Linked DNA regions of Gossypium hirsutum: region 1 is linked to region 2. The links are chromatin contacts, called in public Hi-C maps. All regions are on one chromosome and are shown on one strand. Each heading gives the region's core, a stretch centred on a gene start, on an enhancer-like site or on the middle of the called end of the contact. The rest is flanking DNA. Distances are from core to core; before and after follow the strand shown. Region 1 holds the start of LOC107944720 (60S ribosomal protein L9). Region 2 holds the start of LOC107951386 (transmembrane protein 120 homolog).

Region 1 (5,305 bases), core at 810-3,309, 330 kb after region 2:
CAAATGATTATTTTGTAACTTTTAAAAATTAGTTATAAAAAAGAAAAAAAAACTATAATCGGTTAACCTCTACCATAGTATACCCATTGAAAATATATAAAAATTATTTAATAACTCTTCTGAATATTTAATACCAACTGTTCCCTCCATGATTAGTTGAGTGATGGCTTTAGAATCAGTAGCCTGTCTCCCCCTCTCCTTGGGCTGCTTTTTTTTTTTTCTTTTGTCATCCTTTTTCAGCCATGGGTTGGTGTGACTGCCGACGCACCGCTTCTCACCTGACCCTCCTCCCACTTTCTACAGGACACCAGTTTCTACTGGTGACAGTGCTACCGACGCTCGATTTCTTCTTGATATGTTTGTTTGCTCTTTTGACCTCTTATTTTATCTTGCATGCGAATGACTTATTTGAAAATATAAGGTTAAAATTGTCAAATTATCATATTTGAACTTTAAATATTACAAGTAAGGCTTCTTAAAAAAATATTTGTTTATGGTAGCATTCTTTTTCAGAATATATCCTAAAATGCTTAAATATATCGTATCTTATCTTATTTTCAATAATTTGGATGATAATCAAGTCTTTAAACCAAAGGCTTTCATGCCTTCTTAAATTGCAGCAAAAGGGTTGCCGAAAAATTGCATTCCAAGTCATTGATGAAAGGAGCTCAATGTCGCAAAACATAAAGATGAAACAAATATAAGATAACATCCTTATAATCTAAAGTCTGAAAACCAAAGCAGAGCATTATAACACTATGAAACAAGAGATACCGTACCAATCATTCTTCTTCAGCGATCCTGCCCTTCTCGCTAACATAGATACCATCAAGGAACTTTCTAATATCCTTGTTCTTCACATGGCATTTCTGTTCCAATCAAAATTCACATTCATCAAGATAAATACCAAATATCAATCATCTCCAGCTTCAATCTCAGTGTTTAAAAGGGATCGACAGAGGGCCTACCTGGTTTATCAAAGCTGCCGAGCGTGACACAAGTTCGATATCGTTACCATCCAACACGATCTCGTCTTTAACCTTCTCTGATCGAACAATGGATACCCCTTCCAACATATCCACCTTTCGCACCTAATGTTCACCGGTGCAAACGTTAACATAATGTCATTGGAATACAAGGAACTTATCAAACTCTTGAACATGTTTCATATTTGGTTACTTGAACCCTAAAACATGAACAATTTGGTTCAAGATGTAAAAACAATGCCTGCCCATTTCTCTACATCAGTCAATGCAACCAGAACTCCAGAAAATATAAGAATTTTAGGTTGTCAAGTCCTAAGGGTGTTGACATTAAACAAACAAAATATATGAATCAACATATGCTCTTAATGTAGCATTTCAACAGCATCGTACGCTTGAATAGGCCAAAAAGAAAATGAAACAAAAAAAGCCCTAATATATGATAAAAACAATAATAAATGCCTTATTCAAACAAAAAAAAACAAATAAAGGGAATTAAATCAACAGTGTCAATGTGATTTCGATTCAATAAGAGATTAAAAGAACGGAGAGAGAGAGAGAGAGAGAGAGAGAGAGAGAGAAGACCTTCTTCTCGCCAAGGAAATTACGGATCTCGATGGACTTGTTGCCGTTAGTGATGGAGGCGTTGATGGGAAAATGAGCATAAACAAACCTCATCTTGTAACGGTAGCCCTTGGTGACGCCGGTGATGAGATTCTCAACGTGGCTGAGAGCAGTACGGATGGCGGCGCTAGTCTTTCTAGAGCCAAACCAAGCCTCGATCCTGAGCTTGCGTTTGCCGCTCTCCTCGTCCTTGATAAGATGAAAATCGAGGTTGAGGTGCTTGAAGTTACGGATGAGCTTACCCCTGGGACCTTCAACCTCGATCATCTTGGCCTTCACCTTAATATCAACCCCATCAGGGATGTCCATTGTCTCTGAAGAAAGAATGGTCTTCATTTTGCTTGCCTTCTGCTTCCTTCCTCGGTGCGGCTTCGATGGAGGGACTAAGTAGAGTGTAAAAACCCTATAACTTAAAGGCTGTAATGTTATATAATTTATTAGTATAAGGATTCAGTTTTGGGCCGGCTTTAGGGTTAAGAGCAGAAAATAGAGGAGAAAAATAGATTGCTGTGAGAGTCCGGCCCAATTAAAAAGCTTATTTTTCGAGATAATAAGCAATAAATTGAATTAATGTAAACTTGTGTATTTATCAAAAGTTAATTAATTCAGTTGCTCTTTTTTTTTAATCAACAAATTGTCTAAACCAAAATTTACTATTCCATTAATCTCAATAACAAGTAATAACTATTTAAGAATTTCTTCAAACACTTGCATATTTGTACTCCTTTTTGTAGTTAGTTGCTTATTTTTTAATTATATGTAATTTATTATTTCATTTTATTAAATTTTTAATTATGAATAATGACCAATCGATTGAATCTTAATTCGATTGTCATGAATATTGTTGTCTATACAAGAGGACATGTGTTCGAGTGTACTAAAACGAATTATTATCTTGTTTATAGATTAGGGAGGAACTATAAGTAATTTTAAGTATTGTGTTAAGTAGATTTGATCAGAACCTATAATGAAATTATTTAAAAATAATAATAATAATTGTGAATAATGACCAAAATGTATAATAATTTAAGTGTGCAAGGGATAATTTGGCCCGTGCAATTCTCATGTAATTAGTAGCCCTAGAGTAGCTAAAGGCTATCTTTTCCAACCTTACCCAATGTGTAGACAGGGGAAGGCGATAGCCCTGCCTCCACCCCAAAAATGGTAAAATTTTCTTATGATGCGTTCAAAATTTTAATAATTAAAAATTAGTATAATAATAAATTTTCTCTTCACTTCCTCTCTCCTAAAAAAATTATGATTTATCTTTGTCCCAAAGTAATTTTCTAGTTTTGCCCTTGGTCTTACCGTTATTCACTTATTCTGAAAAAAAAAACTCATTTTTTCATTTTTTTTTTGTTACCTCTTCTTATTTAAGCATTAGACAACATTTCAAAGCATAAACTTCCTTGTGGATTTCTTTTTGCCTTATAGGTTTCTTTGCGCATCCAACCTAAGATATAATATATGCCTAGCCTCTTTCTAAAGAAAATATTATTTGGCACATGCAAAGAACCTAATAATTATTGAGTGTGTCTTAAAGTACTATTTAAATTTATTGTCATTTGAAGCTGCAGGTGTGCAGTTGTTGTTAAGTTATAATACAATAGATACTTGGATGAAAGTATTCTAATAATCAAATCCAAAAGAAAATAATTTACTTCAAATTTAGGTTTTGAATACTTATAATTATTAACCTAAATTACTAATCTAATTAAATTCATGATTATGAACAGACCGACTTAAAGGAATTTTATTCTAATTACTAAAAAAACAAAGCAAAATTGTTTAAACTACTGAACTAAAACAATCTCAATTAAAAACTTTCCTCTCAAGTGTAAAATGTAGTGGTTGATTAGTTTAATTAGAAACTAATGATTAGGCTTAGTCAAATTGATCAGGAATTATCCATTGTTAACTTTAGATACTCACGATCTCTCGACTCACCTCGGATTCTAAAATTCGCCACCAAACCTCAACTCTTGCATATTAGCCAATTGCTTATAGGGTCTCTCAACTCCTAGTAGTTAACAAGTTCGATTGATCTAGTATATTAAAGCCAGATTTCTCATTTGGAAGATTGACATGTTTGTCCGGTTGCATAGGTTCAACAACTTGGACAGGTTCAGTAGCTTTGGGCGATTGGGCAGCTTGAGTGGCTCAGCCACAAGGCGGTGGATACTTCGCCTGTCAGGTTGGACGACTTCGTCAGGTTCAACACACGCTTGCATATTCCTCTTCCAACGACTTAATAATACCCATTTTTCAGAAGTTGATGATGCTCTCCTGACTAATATAAATGTGGTTCATCGTGGGCCTTAAACCAATTGTAATAAGGTTAAATGGTGCAAAATTACCATTATTGATCAAAGCATAATTGGTTGGATGTTAACATTCTCATCAGGAATAATTATCTAATTGCACTCTTTCTTAAAATGCAAATAAAAAATAAGATAGGTATTGAAGTTGGTTAGATCTAATAGAATTTCTTTGATTATGCAAATAAAATATAATCACTTTGATTCTAATAAATGACGGATAAGCATAAAAGTAGTGTGCACATGTTAAAAACTTGGTTATGCATACTTACATCCACTAGTAGTATGCCAGAAATCTTTGGATCTTGGTACATCCAAAAAAGCTACAAAAAATTAATTAATATAATGTAATATAATTCTTCGAATAAGTTATATGGTCACAATTATTATTTCTCTTAATTTTTTTTAGATATAAACATTTATATTGTCATATATTTTATAGCATTTGCTTATGTTTTTTTTAATAAGAATAAAAAGTTGAATAAAAGAGATACGTGTTTTTGGTATCATACGTACAATTACAAAATCATAAGGTAATCATTTATTCATTATTTTTTTTTATTTTGATGACTTACATAGCTTTTTATAAATATATCAAATTCTTTGATCTCCTTTGATCTCCATTTATATGATTGATTGAGAATTAATTTAATGGGAGATAAATAATGAATTGTTTTATTAATTTTTTTTTTTTAGATTTTATTAACTAGAGTATGTAAACTCTAGCATGTGAAAGAATCTCATCTTGAGTTACATGTTGTGGACTACGTTGAAGCGCCTCCTATACCAAGTAAATTTTTAATCGATTTCCTATCATAATAAGGCGCCAATTACTCGAACTAGCTTGTGAAAACCCTAAACCTAGCTGGTTTTTTTTTTTTAGATCGAACCTGATTGCAGGATAGACAAATGAAGAAATCCTACCTTGATAGAAATGAAGAAAAAATTGTTGTAGGAGAACCCCACAATTACTCGAATCTATATTTGTTTCGATAATCATAAATTTATGGAACCATTAAATAAAAGAATGTAATTGTTTAAACTATAAATAATTTATTTTGATAGAAAAACGATAAATTGAATTTAGGGTTCATTTATTTACATGTAAAATATTTTATGGAAAATGCTTTTTGCATTTTTCTGTATTTGTTTCGTAGAAAACTGCCTGGTCAACGGAAAATGACTTATAGGTTAAGATAAAATAAGCTATTTTTCCTGTAAAATGATTTGCCATTTTGAAATAAGTAAGTTATTTTCCGGAAAAGATTTTCTCTATAGATAATTTTATTTTTATATAAAAATTAACTTAAATCAAACTTAATATTATTATATTGATAATAAATTTTATTTTTTTAAAAATATTTAAAATATTATATTTTT
Region 2 (5,432 bases), core at 2,046-4,545:
ACTTACCAATTCATCAAATTCTCATCTTTTTAAACTCAATCCTCATGTTCATCGCTCCATGCAGAGCTTTCCTTGAACTTTTTCTTCTTCAGAACAACTATATAAGAAGATGAAGAAGAGAAGAAAATAAAACAGAGTTGAGAAGAATTTTCCTCCCGGAATGACACTTCTCAGTTACATATAATCTTACATGTGGTCACCTAAAAACCCCATCAAAACCAGTGGCCAACATCATCATGTTTCTAATTCAGGAACCAGTCAGTTCCAACGTAACTAAACCAGAACTAAAACCCAACTAATTGTCATTTAGCCACTAAAATTTTTAGATTTTACAGTAGAGGTCGCCAAACCTATAGTCTCTTTCAATTAACCCCTAACTCTTTTCTTAATTTTGGACCTCTAATGAAAATCGGGTATGACAACTCTCTCACCCATAAATGTTATTTGAAAGCAACTAATTTTGACAGGTTGTAATGGCAAACAATGTTTTTTAAATCAAACCGGTGGTCGAATCGGTCAGGCCACCAATTCACTAGTCTGACCGATCCGATTAGTCCGATTAAAAAATTATTAAAAATTCAAAAAAAAATAAAAAATTTTAAAAATTCTGGTTCAATCCCCCCTTCAATCAGTTTTTTAGCCAATTCAACTGGTTCATACCGGTTCCTGATCTATCCAGTTCAAAGTCACTTTCCAAACCGATCTCCCAACTGGTTCCTAGTCCAACTAATCGGTTCGATTCAAACAACACTAGTTGCAACTAATGTACCGAACAAATTGGAAGGGGCTATATACCAAGTAAAATGCACGTACAGAACAACCTCTACTCTTTCTCATACCAATTTGGTCTGTACCCGAGACAAGTCAAGAAGTTTAAACTAAGTGCGATAAGAGACCATGCCAAGCTTTAAACTATGAGCAATAGGCCTATAATCATATCCTAATGGAAGATCTACACATTTGATCTCAAAAAGGAAGGAATAACAATGGATAAAACACCTAGAGCATAAAAAAATGTTTACCACCATAACATAAAATCAATCCTAATGGTGCAACCAAAGGATAAAGTTAGCAAGATAATGGACACCATTGTCTTTTTATGTCTTCACATCAACAATTGAGAGGGTGTACTCCATGCTCAAAACTTAATGAGAAACAATGTCATCATTACAATAAGATAGAAAACCATACTAATGACCTCCCTCTTCTTAAGTCCTTTCTTTCCAGTTTGACGATCTTATGATGTCCAAACCTTCTCAAGTGTCTTACTCACTAACTTCCCATCTCCATACACCCACATAATCACACACAAGCAAGCACTCTGTACGGTGCATCCATCAAATCTAATAGTCCTAAACAATTGCACAAGTCCACCAACTTGAGGGTATGAGAGAATCATTAACATGATATGGTTACTCCAAAAGGAAAATAAAACATGGCAAGGATGATTAACATTAGTGCATAAACATACACCAGAACAAGGAAACTAGTTTCTGAATTTTTTCCAATGTTGTACCTTTCTAGGCATTACATCACAAACCAAGAAAGCCTAATTTAAAAGCATGTAGTGACCCATAAAAGAGTAACAAAAAGTAGAGAGGTGCTAGGAGTATGAACACATTTTCCACATTTTCCAATATGATCTTTGCCACAAGTCACCATTTACATTGACATTAAAACATCTCTCAAGTTACTATAATCTCAAGATTACTGCACACTACAAATTCATTTTTCTTGAAAAAGTTCCATTTATACAAAACAAAACTAGAAAGTAAACATGCTTGCTTTTGGAAAACATTTGAAAAGAAAAAAAAAGATGGCATGCAATTACCATGGACGAATGTCACTTCCATTTGCTCGCAATATGTTCTCTCGCAAAGCCAAACCAGTGTTAAGGAACAACAACCATGCCTAATAGAGCATATACTCAGCATTAAACCAATAACAAAGGAACTGACTCTCAAACAAAAACCCTAAGGAATAATTCATAAAATACCTCGTACAACTGAACTGGAAATGCAGGCAAGCATCCTCCCCATATCCACGATCGTAAAATAAGCAAAATTAATGGAAAAAGAATAAACATTAAGGCAGTCCTATCCTGTTGAAGGGAGGTAGAATTTATTAAGAATATATAGTTAAATTTCAAATATCTTCTCTTTTAGCTTATAAAAAAATGATTCACGGATAGATCATGAATCAGAAAAACTTATACTACAACTTTCAGATGTCTAAATATACAATAGTAAGGGGTAACTAAATGCAAAAAAGAGGCTATATGTGAAATTGAGTTGATGCAATAGTGAAATTGAAGGGCATATTGGGATGCCAACAACAAGACAATCAAAGAATCGAATTTTAGAAAAGGAGAGTTATAGTGAAGTAATGCTTACTCTGTAGCTATTATATTCCTCCTTAGCTTTCAACTGGATCTCTTTGCGAGATGCACGAACACTGATTGGTCCCAGAAACATCCTTAGATACCAACCTGCCATTCCCCAATTTCCATTTCATTATTAATCAATTCATAACTCTAATACCAGGAAAATTAAATTACTAAAATTTTAAAAGAAAAAAGAAAGAAAGAAATTATTATACCCTGAGCATTGGCAGGAAGAAAACCAGCAGCGTCTCCATCGGTTATAATACATATCGCTGTCTGTAAATCCTCTTCCAGCTGTTTTCAGATCCAAATTTCAGGATTTGTTTCTTTTTCCAAATTTAAAAATGGAAAATGAAAAACGAAAAAAGAAGATGCAAAGTGGGGAGTTTACCTTGTCTGCAAGTTTGGGATCCAAAAGCTTCTGAGAGAGAACGGTAGTAATGGAGGAACGGAGGTGGCGAATAGAGGAATCGAGAGAATTCGCCTTTAGGCGAAGAGATTGCTCGTCGTTGGATATCATGGATATGAGGCCCGCGCCTGCTTCTTGCAACTCTCTGGCTTGCTCCATCACCTTCCCTACTTCTTCTTCCATTTCATTCGTCGATTCCTCCACATTCTCCATTTTCTACTCCTTGGGTTTTTCCTGATTATTCAAAAAAAAAAATTAAAATGAACGATGGTACCATGAAAGGGAAAGCAAATCAAAGGAAAAGGATTTCTGGTTCTTTTATTACGTGGACCGCGAGTAATTTGTCCCGCATTCCCACGCAACACCATTCAAATTATTATTATTATTATTTTAATTTTATTCGTCATTTTGTCCATTTATTTGAGAAAAATTTTAGCCTAAGAGGGTCCAAGTTGACTAGCAGGCAGCATTGGCAAGAACAACCTTGGCCTTTGTTGGCCTCAATGCCCACTACTAGCCAACGGTCTCTTTCGCCTTTTATTGAGTGAGCTTCATAACCCCACATGGGGGCAGGCAGAGCCCCTAAAGCAAAGGATTTTCATTTCAATGCTTGGCTATCACCCTCTAGCAACTACCTATTATCTGTTGCATGGCCATTGGCATTAGTTGGTCAGTTTGATGTTTAAGCTCAAGGGCTGGAAATCAACAATGGCCAATTCCGATGAATATAACTACAACAAAGGGGATTCCTTGGCCTTACGGGCTATTACAAGCTTCTGTACAAAGAGTTGCTGAAGAAAAACCAATTTGAAAGAACTTACAGAAGCTTTTGTTTAAGCTTTTCTTTCGAATGAACATTTTATTTTCTAAGATCACATTTCCAACAGTGCACCACAGTTCTTTGAATATGCGGTGGCTGCTGCTTTTGAAGAAGACAAACAGGTTTATCTTCTAATCCCTACCTTATCATCTCGCATTGCAATGTATATGATTGATCATTTAATTCAAAAACTGTAGGGGTAGGCTACAGAGAGCCTACTTTTCAATTACTGCAGACAGTGTACATATCTATTTAGCTTAAGACAATGGCAGTATCCGCTAGATTTGTAGTACAAAGAGAATCTGCTTAGTATTACAGTGCATCAATGAAATTATACCATCAATAATTTTAATCAAACCCACCCTTTTACCCTTATCTTGGGTGAAATTTCAGTGATTTTGACTGTTCCCAAGACGAAAAATTGTGACAAATGAAGTGCAGAAAAGAGAGATGATTGAAATCCCAGTTAGAGCTGTTTTTGAGTTGCTTCACCAGTCCAGTATGTTTTGACAGCAACAAGAATCTTCTCTGGATTGAAAGGTCCGCTTTCATGGTCAATTATCTGACTCTTCCATCTCATTCCATCTGTTATACTCTGGATCTTCACAAGCAGCTCCACTGTGTCCCTAAATATAACGGTCCCTTCCGGCCTCAGAATCCGATCCATATCCAGCAAGATGTAAGTGATGTCACACCTTCAATGAAAAATATATAACATCAGTTCAACCACAATTACGAATTACGTGCTCATGATTGAGAATACCACCTCTCATAACATTACCTGTTCTGGTATAAAGTAAACAAGCCACTAGCATGGATGAGATCATATGTTCTTGGATATGTTGAGAATGCCTCACACCAGTCCTGGTAGGTACCAATTAAACCTCGCTCATAAATAACTCCCAAAGTGTCATGGTTTGAATTTACAGGGACCACGTTCATGACCCAAACTGGATAATTTAACATAGCTGTTGCAAATCCCCCAATGTAAGCATTCATGTCCATAATATTCCGATATCGTCCAGTGGGAAGTGGACTAATGATTCGTTTGTAATGTGCTACTCTTTCCTTCCAAAGTTTATTATCCTCTTCGAATCTCTCAGCTGTGATGCCTGGTGTTGAGCCACTCCTAATTCTAGGAGGAACAGCGGATGCTCGCTCTGGCCATTTTTCCATTGCCCCACCAGCAACATCATCTGAGCTGCTTACTTCAGGAAGTGGAGTTACACAAGCTTCCAAATTCCGGTACCTTTTTAGCACAAATGACAAAAGGAAAATGAGACCACAGTGGACAATATGAATAACAGAGTATGTATCAAGGAGGAAACAAGAACATGAAGGACACCAATGAGAGTACCAAGCTGTGTCTGGATCATCTGACTCGCACATGTGCGGTGCTTTCAAGAGCTTCTTACTTCTGAGACACTCAACATGGTTAATGGGCTTTTGCCAAACCGATAGATCATTCTTTTCAATCACTTTCTTCCAGCATAGGCTTTTGGCAACATCTTCAATAGCATCTTGCTCTTGTTTTAAGTCCTCCCGTGTCCTTTCCCAGCCTCTCCAGAACTTCTTCCAGTGAATAGGGGGACCGGAAAGAACCCAATAACCACCAGGCCGTAGAATCCGGTCCACTTCAGCGAGGTACAAACCATCTATACTAATTAAATGAAACCATTAGCTTAACACAACTTTTAAACCTATAAAGCAAGGAGATAGAGGGTAGTAAAACGGTCATTGCACCTTCCTAACAGAGTTAATCTCATTTTTGAAAAAAGACGTGCAGATCCCTTACCATATTTTTGCCAAGGGATCAAGCA

Evidence for each region. A called contact is a pair of places that touch in the nucleus more often than the background predicts.
Region 1: a contact with region 2 is called in a Hi-C map of leaf, with 5 times the contacts expected there. The contact joins the promoter of LOC107944720 here to the promoter of LOC107951386 in region 2. A contact is called at or near these places in 13 of 34 Hi-C or Micro-C datasets (anther, callus, hypocotyl and 2 more).

What each region holds. Positions count from the first base shown.
Region 1 is chrA02:41,910,741-41,916,045 of Gossypium_hirsutum_v2.1, forward strand. It overlaps LOC107944720 (60S ribosomal protein L9), which reads right to left and starts at 2,060. Exons shown (of 3, transcript XM_016878547.2): 1 at 1,569-2,060; 2 at 969-1,091; 3 at 629-869. The coding sequence starts at 1,943. The coding sequence ends at 783.
Region 2 is chrA02:41,575,741-41,581,172 of Gossypium_hirsutum_v2.1, forward strand. LOC107951386 (transmembrane protein 120 homolog) reads right to left here and starts at 3,296. Exons shown (of 11, transcript XM_016886433.2): 1 at 3,118-3,296; 2 at 2,775-3,026; 3 at 2,599-2,677; 4 at 2,394-2,488; 5 at 1,997-2,101; 6 at 1,832-1,911. The coding sequence starts at 3,005. It overlaps LOC107951385 (probable methyltransferase PMT18), which reads right to left. Exons shown (of 7, transcript XM_016886427.2): 4 at 5,408-5,432; 5 at 4,970-5,267; 6 at 4,394-4,861; 7 at 3,791-4,307. The coding sequence ends at 4,079.